Linked DNA regions of Gossypium hirsutum: region 1 is linked to region 2. The links are chromatin contacts, called in public Hi-C maps. All regions are on one chromosome and are shown on one strand. Each heading gives the region's core, a stretch centred on a gene start, on an enhancer-like site or on the middle of the called end of the contact. The rest is flanking DNA. Distances are from core to core; before and after follow the strand shown.

What was found. Hi-C and Micro-C count contacts between places; a contact is called where the count stands out from the background.
Region 1: a Hi-C map of leaf shows a contact between it and region 2, with 3 times the contacts expected there. The contact joins the promoter of LOC107957347 here to the promoter of LOC107909266 in region 2. A contact is called at or near these places in 5 of 34 Hi-C or Micro-C datasets (callus and leaf).

What each region holds. Positions count from the first base shown.
Region 1 is chrA01:60,420,554-60,426,947 of Gossypium_hirsutum_v2.1, forward strand. LOC107957347 reads left to right here and starts at 3,924. Exons shown (of 1, transcript XM_016892855.2): 1 at 3,924-5,748. The coding sequence starts at 4,099. The coding sequence ends at 5,412.
Region 2 is chrA01:59,863,246-59,869,374 of Gossypium_hirsutum_v2.1, forward strand. It overlaps LOC107909266, which reads left to right and starts at 3,665. Exons shown (of 1, transcript XM_016836737.2): 1 at 3,665-4,981. The coding sequence starts at 3,832. The coding sequence ends at 4,731.

The DNA.
Region 1 (6,394 bases), core at 2,674-5,173, 560 kb after region 2:
GTGTGATGATTGATGGTAATAGAATTCATGAGTGTTAAACGGATGATTTATAGACATTGGTTTGTTGGTGAAACTAAGCTAAAAGATGTATATTTGGGAGTGTTAGTTAATTGAATTGTATATGTGAATTTAAGTATAAAATTAGATCGCATATTGTGGTATTTTGTGATTTACATTGATGAGTAATGAAATGGTATGGAATATGCTTGGTATGAGATTAATTTAATGCTTATTATGCCTTGAGTTGGTGCCTTTGAATTGTGGTGTAGGAATATGAAATTTGGGTGGCAAAGTTGGCTTGGCAAATAGCCTATTTTTGTTCACACGGGCAGAGATACGGGGTGTGTCTCAGTCGTGCGTGACACATGATTAAGTACACGGCCCGTATGTCCACTAGTGTTGAATTTGAAATCAAGTCAGTATGCTCCACACAACCTCATACACGGGCGTGTGACTTGGCTGTGTGGCATAAGTCAGTATACCCTATAGGTTTGGCACGGCCTAGCACACAGTTTGACATATGGGCGTGTTTGGCCATTTTTAGGGCACACTGGATAGCCACAAAGGCGTGTGTGTTGGTTGTGTGACCCAAGTGAGAGAGTTACACGGGGTCAGACACGGGCTGGGAAACGGCCATATGCTCCCATTTCGAATGTCCACACGGCCTGTGACACGGGTGTGGCTGATGGCCGTGTGAGACACATGGCTTGGCCACAAGGGCATGTGTCCCCTGTTTTGAGTAAAATTTTCAAAGTTTTTTGAAAGTTTCTTAAGTTATCGGTTTGATCCCAAACCATTTCCAAAGCATGTTTAGGGCCTAGTAGGCTTGTATTAGGATCAAATTGATTGAGATTGAATAATGATTGTATGGATTGATTAAATGTATGTGAAAAGTATGTATAAATGTGTTGTAAGTTCAGTAATGCTTTGTAACTCTATTCCGGAGTTGAATACGGGTGAGGGGTGTTACATAAAGGTTACTGGCTTTGGGTTTAATTTGCCCTCTTATACCTGGTTTTCCTTTTTTATTTTCTATTTATAACATATTATCTTTCTAAAGAAAAATAATTGATGCATGTATATATATAAACTATTAATAAATTATATGATATGATATATCATTATATAATATAGTAAGAGGACTAACTTTCAAATTTACGAAAATAATAAGGACTTAGAGCATATTTCAACTAGTAGGATAATAAAAAAAATATATGTAATAATATGTAATATATAATGCACTACTATTTATATAAATATTATTATATTATAGATTATAATTAAAAAATATAACATTACATGATATTATAATGTTTAATCATTGATGCATATTTATAAACTATTAACATATTATATGATATGATATAGCATTATGTAATATAATAGGAGGATTAACTTTCAAATGTACAAAAATTATAGGGACTTGAGTATATTTCAACCCATATAATAATAAAAAATAATATATTATATTTTTTTATAATAACTAATATATATAATGTACTACTATTATATTATAGAATGTAATAAAAGATGTAATATTACATTATATTATAATGTTTAATCATTGATGCGTATATATATAAACTATTAATATATTATATACTATATGAAATAATATAGAATTATATAATAAAGTAGGTGGGTTAACTTTCAAATGTAGGAAAATAGGGACTTAAAGCATATTTCAAACATTATAATCATAAATAATAATATATGGTAATAATGATTATATTATGCACTACTCTACTATTATAGTATATGATATTGTATTATATAATGAAATAATATATTTTATAAGTCGTAATATATATAAATAACTATTATTATATTATTGGTTATAATAAAAGATATAGCATCAATAGTTATATATAATTTAGCATATTAAAATACATGTTTATAATTATAACTAGCAATAAATAAAATATTATTAAAAATTTAATATCTTAATAAAATAACTTTTATTAATTTGGATATAAAATTGGGTTTTAACTTTTACAAATTGCATTTGAGTATTGTGTTTAATTTCTTTTTATTTTGGACATGAGATTTGAACAATAATTAGTTTATTTTGAGTTTGGGTAATAATGATTATATTATTTGAGTTTGGGCTTATTATATTAAATTTGAGTTTTGGAATAAATATTTTAGAATATGAGTATTAGGTTTATAAATTTAATAAGAAAAAGAAAAAAGTTATTCAATAATCAATATAATATAATAATAAACAATAATATATAATAATTAATATATAATGTACTATTATCATATATAACTATTATTATATTATAAATTATAATAAAAAATATAGGAGTACATGATATTATAATGTTTAATAATTAATGCATATATATATATAAACTATTAATATATTATATAATATATGATATGATATAACATTATATAATAGTAAGAGGGCTAACTTTCAAATCTATGAAAAGTATAGGAACTTAGAGCATATTTCAAATAGTATAATAATAAACATTAATAATTAATAATTAATATATAATTTACTTCTATTATATATAACTATTATTATATTATAGATTACAATAAAAGATATAGAATTACATGATATTATAATATTTAATCATTGATGCATATATAAAAACTATCAATATATTATATACTATATGATATGATATGATATAATATTATATAATGTAGTAGTAGGGATAATTTTCAAATGTCTAAAAAGTATAGGGACTTAGAGCCTATTTCAACGAGTATAATAATAAACAATAATATATGATAATAATTAATATATTATATTCTACTTTACTATTATAGTATGTAATATAGTATTCCATAACAAGATAATATATTTTATAAGTATTAGTATTTATAAGTATTATTATATTATAGATTATAATAAAAGATATGTCATTAATAGTTACGTGTAATTTAGTAAATACATGTTTATGATTATAACTAGCAATACATAAAATATTATTAGAATTTTAATATATTAATAAAATATTATTTTTATGAAATTTAATTTTAAATTGGGCTTTAACTTTTATAATTAGTAATTAAGTATTGAGTTTAATTTCTTTTTATTTTAGACTTGGATTATACTTAGTTTATTTTGAATTTGGGTGATAATGAGTATATTATTTGGGTTTGAGCTTACTATAATATATTTTAGTTTTGGAATAAATATTTTAGAATAGGTATTAAGTTTATAAATTTAATAAGAAAAATAAAAAGTTATTCAATTGTCAATATAATATAATAATAGAAAATAAAAAATATTTTTGTTGATTCATATAATATCATAGAATAATCAATTTTAGATACAATAACCACTTTAATTAATTTATATGAAAGAATTTTATTAAATATATATAATTTATGCTTTTTATAAGGAAAATTGAATTGTGTTATCATCGTATAAAAATAAAATGAATTATTACATTTGAAATTAAAATATTTATAAATAATAAAATTCAAGATTATTTGAATATGTTAGAACTTGCCCAGTTCGATCCAAGCTCAAATCTGAAAATCTCCAAATCGGAAAGAGACCAAATTTGAAAATTCAATTTTATAATAGATTTGAACTTGAAAATACCTGAATCAAAATTGATCTATACTCGAAAAGAAATCAAATCTAAAAAAATTTAAATCTAAAAATAAGCCCAATCCGAAACAGCCTATTTGCTAGCTCTAAACTTTTATATCAACCAGTTGAAATATAATACATACAATCTAATACCTTGAAATATAATATATATGGTATAGTATGATATGATTAAATTACTAGGTTTAAGCTTACATTTCTTTTAAAAACGTTTAAGCTTACCGTCTAAATAAATTTAGGTGTGAATTTTTTCTTTTTCTTTTTTCAACAGAGGTCTGAATGAATTTAAGCAAAATACGAATCACATTTCAGATTACGTCGGATTTAGACAAGTATTTACGTTGATAACACGAAATTTAATATTAAACATGGACCCACGATAATTTCAAAGGCCCAGACCCAAAATATATATTGACAGATATAGAAAATCAGAAAAACGGGACCCCGTTCTAATTTCATCTAAATCGTCACCAATGCTTCTTCACTTCCCATAAAATCTGAACCCACCGGAGACTGCCATGACGGATCACCACCACCGGTTCGGCCAAATCCGATCTACCTCCCAGGTCCTAAGACAAGCCGCCGTGCATTTCTACGCCCACCCTTTCACAATCCTTTTCCTTTCTTTACTCCTCTTCTCTTTCCGTTGTTTAGTTGAATCCGGTTCCCTTCTCCTCACTTCCTTCATCGACCGTGACCCTTCTTTCAAATCCCTTCTTTCCCGCCTCGACCTTCATCCTTCCCACCCCCACGCGCGTCTTCACCCTACTCGCCGTCCTTTCCTTCACCTCACCCGTGTCGGTACTCTCGACGACGACTTCTTTTCTTCCGACGATGATCACCCGGACCGCTCCCTCTTTGGTTCTTTTCCTAACCGCCCCATCAATTCTACGCCGGTTATTCTTTACAACTTTGACACTAGATTGGGATTTTCGCATTCCGTGGCGGATAACGGGATTCTGTTGCTGGAGATTGTTCGTCACGGTGTTAAATTCAAGACTAGCCCCTTTGAATATGAAAGAAATGAAGGGGAACAACAAGAAGAAAGAGTTGTGGATTTTCAGTTCGTGTATAAAGGATTTGAGTTGGGCCGTCAAGATGCAGCGACGCTTTTTTTCCTCGTCAGCTTTTTATCGTTTTCGTATGGGTGGGTGATTCTAGGGTTTACAACGATTTACTCTTTGATTTTGGGTGTTCTTTTTGTTACAGTTGTTAATGACTTGATTGGAAGATTTGTTTCCTTTATTGGGGCTTTTTTGGATGGGTCAAAAGTGGGATTAAAAAGACTCACTGGGTTCGTTTTAATGAAATGGGCGGTAAGAGACGCGGTAACTCAGCTTCTTGGATTATGGTATTTCGGAGAAATTGAGGATCACTACTCGTTTTTCAAGCTTTTTGTTAGGTTAAAGTTGATGCCTTTTTCGGTTATGTCACCGTGGATTAGGGGTTTTGAGAAGGAGATTTCAGGGTTTTTGTTTACGTGGTTCTTGGTGGATACTTTAGTTGCATTCGCTTTCTCTCTAGCTGCTTGGATTGCCATTGTCGATTCGAGAAGAACCGGGAGGGAAATTATTGAAGAAGGTTGTTATTTGATGTCAACACTGTTGAACCAAGCGATACAGATCAAGTGCTATGAAGCTATTGCCATGTGGGTTTTGACTTATATAGGTGGGGATCATTTTTTCGCTACTGTTATTCAGGCTGCTTTGGAGCTGTATTTCATGGTGGCTTGGTTGATATTTTACTTTATGGTGAGGTGTAGGGAAGCTAGTGCAGCGGGTAGAAGGTATGGGAGGAGAGAATTGGAGGTTTTGGTTGATGGACTTAGATGATAATCAACTGGGGAAAAATGGGTTGAACTTGCCTTTGCAGATGGTAATTTCGACTGTGACACTGAAGATACAGATAATCTAATCAAGCGTGTCGTGTCTTCCTGGTTTTTTGCAGTGAGTGATGCCATACTGCCATTGTTTGGTGTAAGAACCTGCCAATGCGTTCCATATACGTTTGATTTTATCATGAGGCAATACATTGCTTTGTATATTTTCACTAAAATTGCTTTTGTCTGTATATTTTGTTGCAACCAATTGGTGTTTACTGGCTTGCAGTATTTGTTCCTTGCTGCTATCAATGAGTACAGTAATGATGCTATTATGTTTAGAACGTTATCTTTGTGCTGTGGTCTTTTCCCCGTATCTTCTTGCGTATGCTAATGTGAATTACTTCATTTGCACGGCACTATATTTGCTTTTGTCTGTATATTTTGTTGCAATCAATTGGTGTTTACTGGCTTGCAGTATTTGTTCCTTGCTGGTATCAATGAGTACAGTAATGATGCTATTATGTTTAGAACGTATGCTAATGTGAATTAGCTTTGATTTTACCCTATTTCTAATTGATGCTTTTGGTTATAAGATGCTGATCATATATGCTTGATATGGCTATGACTTTTTTTGATTTGTCATTTTATTGTTGGAAAAGAAGTTCTAGAAATTGAGTGGAGGCATGCTGGTACATCTGCATTTTATGCTGTAGTGGGCAGTATATTGGGGTGTGGCATGCAATTTTAGCAAATATTAGATGTTGCTTTTGTGCTAGGGTATCAGAATGAGGTAAAACCTAAGTTAGAATGATGTGTTTGGCATGGGCTGTAATGAGAAGTGAGATAAAATCACCCAAGATTGTGTAAATTGAGGTAGGCTGTGCATTTTTATCCTGTTTCCTGGTTGCATTGCTGGTTTTGAAAAGGTTACGGAAATTTGCTTGTAACTGTTGCCAAGTTGTGGAGTATTCTGGAGTTCAATCAGTTGGCAT
Region 2 (6,129 bases), core at 2,415-4,914:
AAAATTCTCTTTAAAAGGTAAAATTATAATTATCAAAATATTTTTTTCACTGTTGGTATTTTAAAAAGAAAAGAAAAGGAAAGAAAATCTAGCTCAACCAAATTATTTGAATAATTAAAAAAAAAATCTCATATCCAACTAACGGATTTTTTTTATGGTATACTAATTTGGGCTAAGCTATAATATTAATTATAGCAAGATGTCAAATTAAAATATATAAACAAAATTCAAGGATTGTTTAGGGACTAAAACTATAATTTAACTACTTTATAAGTAAAGCCTGGAACTTACTGCCGGGAAGTAAAATTAAACTTATTGCAATACAGGCCTCCATGGATTTATATAATTAAATATGTGTTTATATTGATATATCTCATTTATATATATATATAATGAAAAAAAGTTGGGACGACAGCTTCCTAGGTTGAAGAAGCTTGAAACTAAATATTGTCTCCAACATGTTGAGCACAATTCATGGGTAATTATGGGGGAAGACAATGTGGGGTGGAAAATGTTTTGCTTTGCAATTTGAGCTCTAAATGAAGTAAGTTATAATAACATAACACGATAAGAATTGGTATGCAAAATACAATCTCTTAGATATTGGAAAATTTCATTACACCATATCTGTCTGAACCTTTCTCTTATTAGAATGTTCTAATCCAATGTTTATCTTCATGACAACTGTGCACATTCTTTTCCCTCTACTGAAGTCTGAAGAGTCTAAGAAAAGTCCCTATCCAAGTCATTCCTTTTACTCCATCTTATATTCTGTATTCCCAGGCTACTTACTATCTGAAATGATCCGGATTCGGATGCTTTTCCCTCCTTATTGCAACTATCGGGATTTTGATAATCATTCTCGTTCGCTTATATTAAAAGTATTCTCCTTCTTCAGCATTGAGACAACTCCGGAAAATGTCGTCAACATATACAAATACTTTAATTAGGTTATATAACAATAATAATAAGGGGATTTTTACGAAAAAGTATTGGATGTAGGATAAGGTACATTGCATTCCTAAGGAGAGAATAAAGTTTAAACTTTAGAGACAACATTATTTGTAGGGACGAATCTAAAAAAAATTTTAGGAATCCAATATTAAATTATAAATTTTTGCGATATCAAATATAAATTTTATTATGTGCTAATTTATTATTTTATTATTTTTGGAGGGCTAAATAAAATATTTTTCATTTTTTGAGAAGGATAAAATATAATTTTCTTTATATTAATTTATAAATTATCATTTATAGAGAAATTAGAATTACAATTTTTCAATTTGGGAAAGGGACAGACCCTAATCGATGATAGGAGCAACACAAACCTGAACATGTAAAAACCAAACCACCTTTTTATTCGATGAGAGAGAGATTTTCATATTTTAGGAATGTATTTTTTTTTTAAAAAATTACTCTATGATAATGCGATTTTGAATAAAGGTGGAAAAATAATTTTTATCGTATAGTTAAAAAGTTAAAGCATATGAGTGGAACAAAATTTAAATTTATTGTAAGTATTATTGAATTAAGTTTTTTTATTTATACTCTAATTTAAATGCATTAAATTTTTTTAAATAAATACATTAAATGTTTAAAACTTATTTTATATTTAATCATATATTAATTTTAAAATAAATGTATTCATTTTTGTTTAAAATAAATTAATATTATTTAGAAATTTAAAGAGATTAAATTACGAATTATTTGATAATAAACTAAAATTTTCATAATAAATATCATTAGGATAGGTTAAGATTAATAAAAATTATATTTTTTTTGAGGAGGTTAATTTCAACAATTACCATCATTAGTAAAATATTTAATAAACTAAAGATATCAATCAAACTCTGAAGATCATCTTAATACAATCTATTCTTAGCTGGTGAAAAGGATTCCCGATTGGACTATTGATTTTTTGTTTAGTAGTAAGTATTGTATCTATGAATACTACATTATTAGAATTGATAAATATTGATATCAGTTTATTTTTGTATATTGTTTTGAATTTATCATTATTTTTTAAAAATATTTGATATATGTATACAAAAAATATTTTCAAATATCAAAAAATGATATTAAATAAATTTCAAATATAAAATACACATAAATTACATAAAATATTCTTTAATAAGCTCCACAAATACAATTCATCATCAAACAAACTCAACATAAACATGAAAAAAATTATACAATAAATTAAACAATAAGATCATCTCATACTACATGCAATAATCCATAATTCAAAAAATCTAAAAAAATTATAAAAATTTAAGATTTAAGATATATTTTAAAATTATTTTTTTGGTACCTGCCAGTATAGACAAAGTCAACCAATAAACATCGGTATAGACCGGAATTTGCACCGGAACGAAATTGAAGTTTATTTCAGTTTACTACCAAAACGAATTGTTCTGACCGGTACAAACAGTACCGAAACAGAATTCAGTACCGTGATAAAAACGGTTAGCATATGTAATCATTAAATGGGGAGCTATATTGCAATTTAACAACAAATTAATAAGAGTTGTAGAGATATATTCTGTAACTGATGGGTGGGGGTGTAAATGGGATAACTTCACCCATCGTTGCCTTTACTATATAGCTGTTAGTAGGTGAATCTGAAGACGGATTTTAATTTTGTAGGACCAAAAGAATATCACTATCATCAATTGAGGCCCAATTGCATTCCCAGTAAACCCCCAATCCCATGTGTTCATCAAATTCCTTTTGTTTTACCTTACGGCTTCAACTTCAACTTGGTTATTATTATTCTCATCATTTTTATCCTATATTATATTCAGTTTTTTTATTAAGAATTTAAAGTTATATATTTTTATGGTGGGATGATCAGGGTCAAAAGTTTAATTGATGTTAATTTAATTAGATTCTTAATTATTCTAATCAAGAGGCACATGAAGCTAAAGAACAAAAAGTAAATGACGTTTGGCCTTTAATTTTCATTGAATGCAAAATTTATAAGGTTAAAGAAGAATCGTATTTAATGTACACTCCTGGCTTCACCTAGGGACATGGATTTCAGTTTTTTTGTTTTCTTTTTTTTTTTTTTACATTTTAATTCCATTTTCCACTAGCAATTAATTGAAAAAAGAAAACTGTCCACATGGGATAACACAGAGAATAGCAATTTCTTCCACCTTCCATCTTCCAATTCTTTTAAGAAGAAAATTCCGTTAAAAAGTTTTCAAATAAACAATCCTTTTTAAGAGTAATTAATATTTTTAAGATTAATTGTATTAAATATTTACAAATGGATATAAATTTAAAATAGCTCTCAAAATATTATTATCATATTAATAAGGTTATTTTGTCAACTTACTCATCAGCTTGATTGTTAAATGTTATTTCAAATTGGAATATATTTAAAAAACATGTATCAAAGTTTAAACATGTGAGTATATATTGTATGAAAAACTTAAAATTAATTTATTTAAATAAATTGTATGATTAAAATTTAAGAAAACTAAAGTTTTTAGTGCTATATATTTTATAACATTTTAAATCTAAATTGTCAATGCCATGTAATATATATTTCATGACAGATCTAAACTGGCAGTAAACACCCAAAGGCTCAAAGGTTTAATTAGAATAATTTTAAAGTCCCGTTTACTTGCTTATTGCAAAGTGTTTCTTTTAAAAGCCATTGACAAGGAAGAGTAACTAAACAATGAGTCAATTTTCTTGTGGCTGAGGGAAGGAAGAGTTAAAAGGCGCCTTTCTTTAAGCCTCTGTCTCACCAGCATTTATTCCAATAGAAGAGGGGGAGAAAGGCCTAAAATTTCCAATTTCTTTCTGGGATTTTCTCTTACAATGAGGAGCATAGCATCTTGTTACAATGAACATGCTATCAAAGTGTCGGATTCTTATTGTTCAAGGCCATCAAATCAACCTTGTCTCACCCCCAACCTTACCCCTTCAACTCCAAACACTGTAAAATGTATATACAAAGCTAAAATCTCCTCTCAAAGAAACCTCCTCATCGCCCTCACCTGGTGCAACAATCTCCTAGGCCGAGGCCTAACGATCGCGGTTGGCGAAACCCCATCGAAATTCGATCACAATTCCTACCATCTTTCAAAGAGCAAAGGCAGCAAAACCTTCAAAGCTTGCAATTCAGAGATTGAAGTCTTTTGGGATGTTTCCAATGCTCAGTATATGAATGGACCCGAACCAAGCACCAGGTTTTCACTTTTTGTTTTAGTTGACTCCCAACTTTGTTTATCTCTTGGGGATATAATTCATACCAACAATGAAGAAAAGGCAACATCCAATTTTTCATTGGTTTCAAGGACTGAAGTTTTCATAGGCACCACTAGCGTTTATTCAACCAAGGCTCAATTTTGTGAGGAAGGATTGGTTCATGAAATTTTAATCAAATGCAATGAAGAATATGAAGAAAAACGAAAGGTTTGGAGAAACCCTGAATTTTGTGTCACCATTGGTAAAAAGAAGGTGTTTCAAGTAAAGAGATTGAGGTGGAATTTCAGAGGGAATCAAGTGATCTTTTTGGATGGATTATTGATAGATATGATGTGGGATTTGCATGATTGGCTCTTTAACCGAACATCAAAGTGTGCTGTTTTCATGTTTAGGACAAGGAGCGGATTAGATAGCAGGCTTTGGTTAGAAGAAAAAAAGGCCAAATTTGGAGAACATCAAGAAAGAGGTGAATTCTCATTATTGATATGTGCTTGTAAGAATCTTGACTAAGTTATTAATTAGATTGGTTTTTTATTAATATATCTGAAGTATTTTTTTTTGGGGGGGGGGGTGTTATTAGATTTTGAAATATCGAAGATGATGTTAATCTTCTGTTTATAAGAAATTTAGATGCTTAACTTGGACCGGAGGAAATGAAGTTTTAGAGTTGTAGAGATTGAATTGTAAATGTAACTACTTCAATTTCTATCTCTTTCTTTTATAATTAAACTATGCTATTTGGAATTTAAGTGTTGTATATATTAGGAAAGTACGATGGATAGTATTTCAACTTTTCTATTAAAAAATAGATAAATTAATCTTTATATATTTTAAAATATGTAAATTAGTCCCTTTGTTAATTTTTCTAGTAAATTATGACATGAAAAATGCTGAACGTTATTTTTATGGGTAAATTATAAAACGATCACTCAACTATGCTTTCCATTCTATTTTGGTCACCTAACTATTAATTTTTTTAATTTAGTCACTAAACTTTTTGAAATTAAATTTTTTAGTCACTCTGATTGATGTGGCATTTTTTTATTGGTCTAGTAACAAAATTAGCCCTCTAATGTTTACACATTTTATCAATTTGATTCTAAATATAAAAAAATTAACAAATTTAGCCCTCAGTATTTATAAAATTTATCATTTTAGTTCTAATTAAATACATCGTGGTGGGCTAAATTTTTTACTTAGTAATGGGACAATGGATGGGAAGTTCTTAACCCCTACAAAAAATTGAGACCATTTGTAAATTTTGAGGGATAATTTTTTTTAAATTATGACTTAATCGGTATAATATATAAAAGTTGAGGGCTAAATTTATTATTATACCGATTTTTAACTGTCACGTCAACTTGTCGTTTGTGATTTTAATAGGAGTAACCCAAATGACAGAACTATGTAACGCGGGTGCTTAAACTGTAACTTTTTTTTTGAGTACTTAAAATGAAAGTTTTTGATAGTTGAGTGGTTATCTGTGTAGTTTACCCAACATAATAATTACTCAATAAAAAGTGAGTCCTACTCGAACTATGGCACCTTAAAGCCAACAACAAGTATTGGGGAATACTTGTACCGCAACAATTAGTCCTCTTGTGGGATAGCTGGGCAGTTTTATATTGAGTCTAATTAATTTACTTTTTAATTTTGATACGTCGTTAAGAGCACCAAAAATATCCTATCCCTATAAAATAATGAAAAGAATAATATAAGGGAAGTAGGGTCAAATTCTCAGGGACTGGATTTGCACAAGTTCTTGTTCCTCGAGATCCCGGACATAGTCGTGCCTAAGAAAACCTGGGTACCAGGGAAAAAAACAGGATTAAAAGTTTGATTGAACTGAAATTGCGAAAATTAAAATTAAAATTGTAAAGATAAACAGAGTTGAGGAAAGAGAGTTTT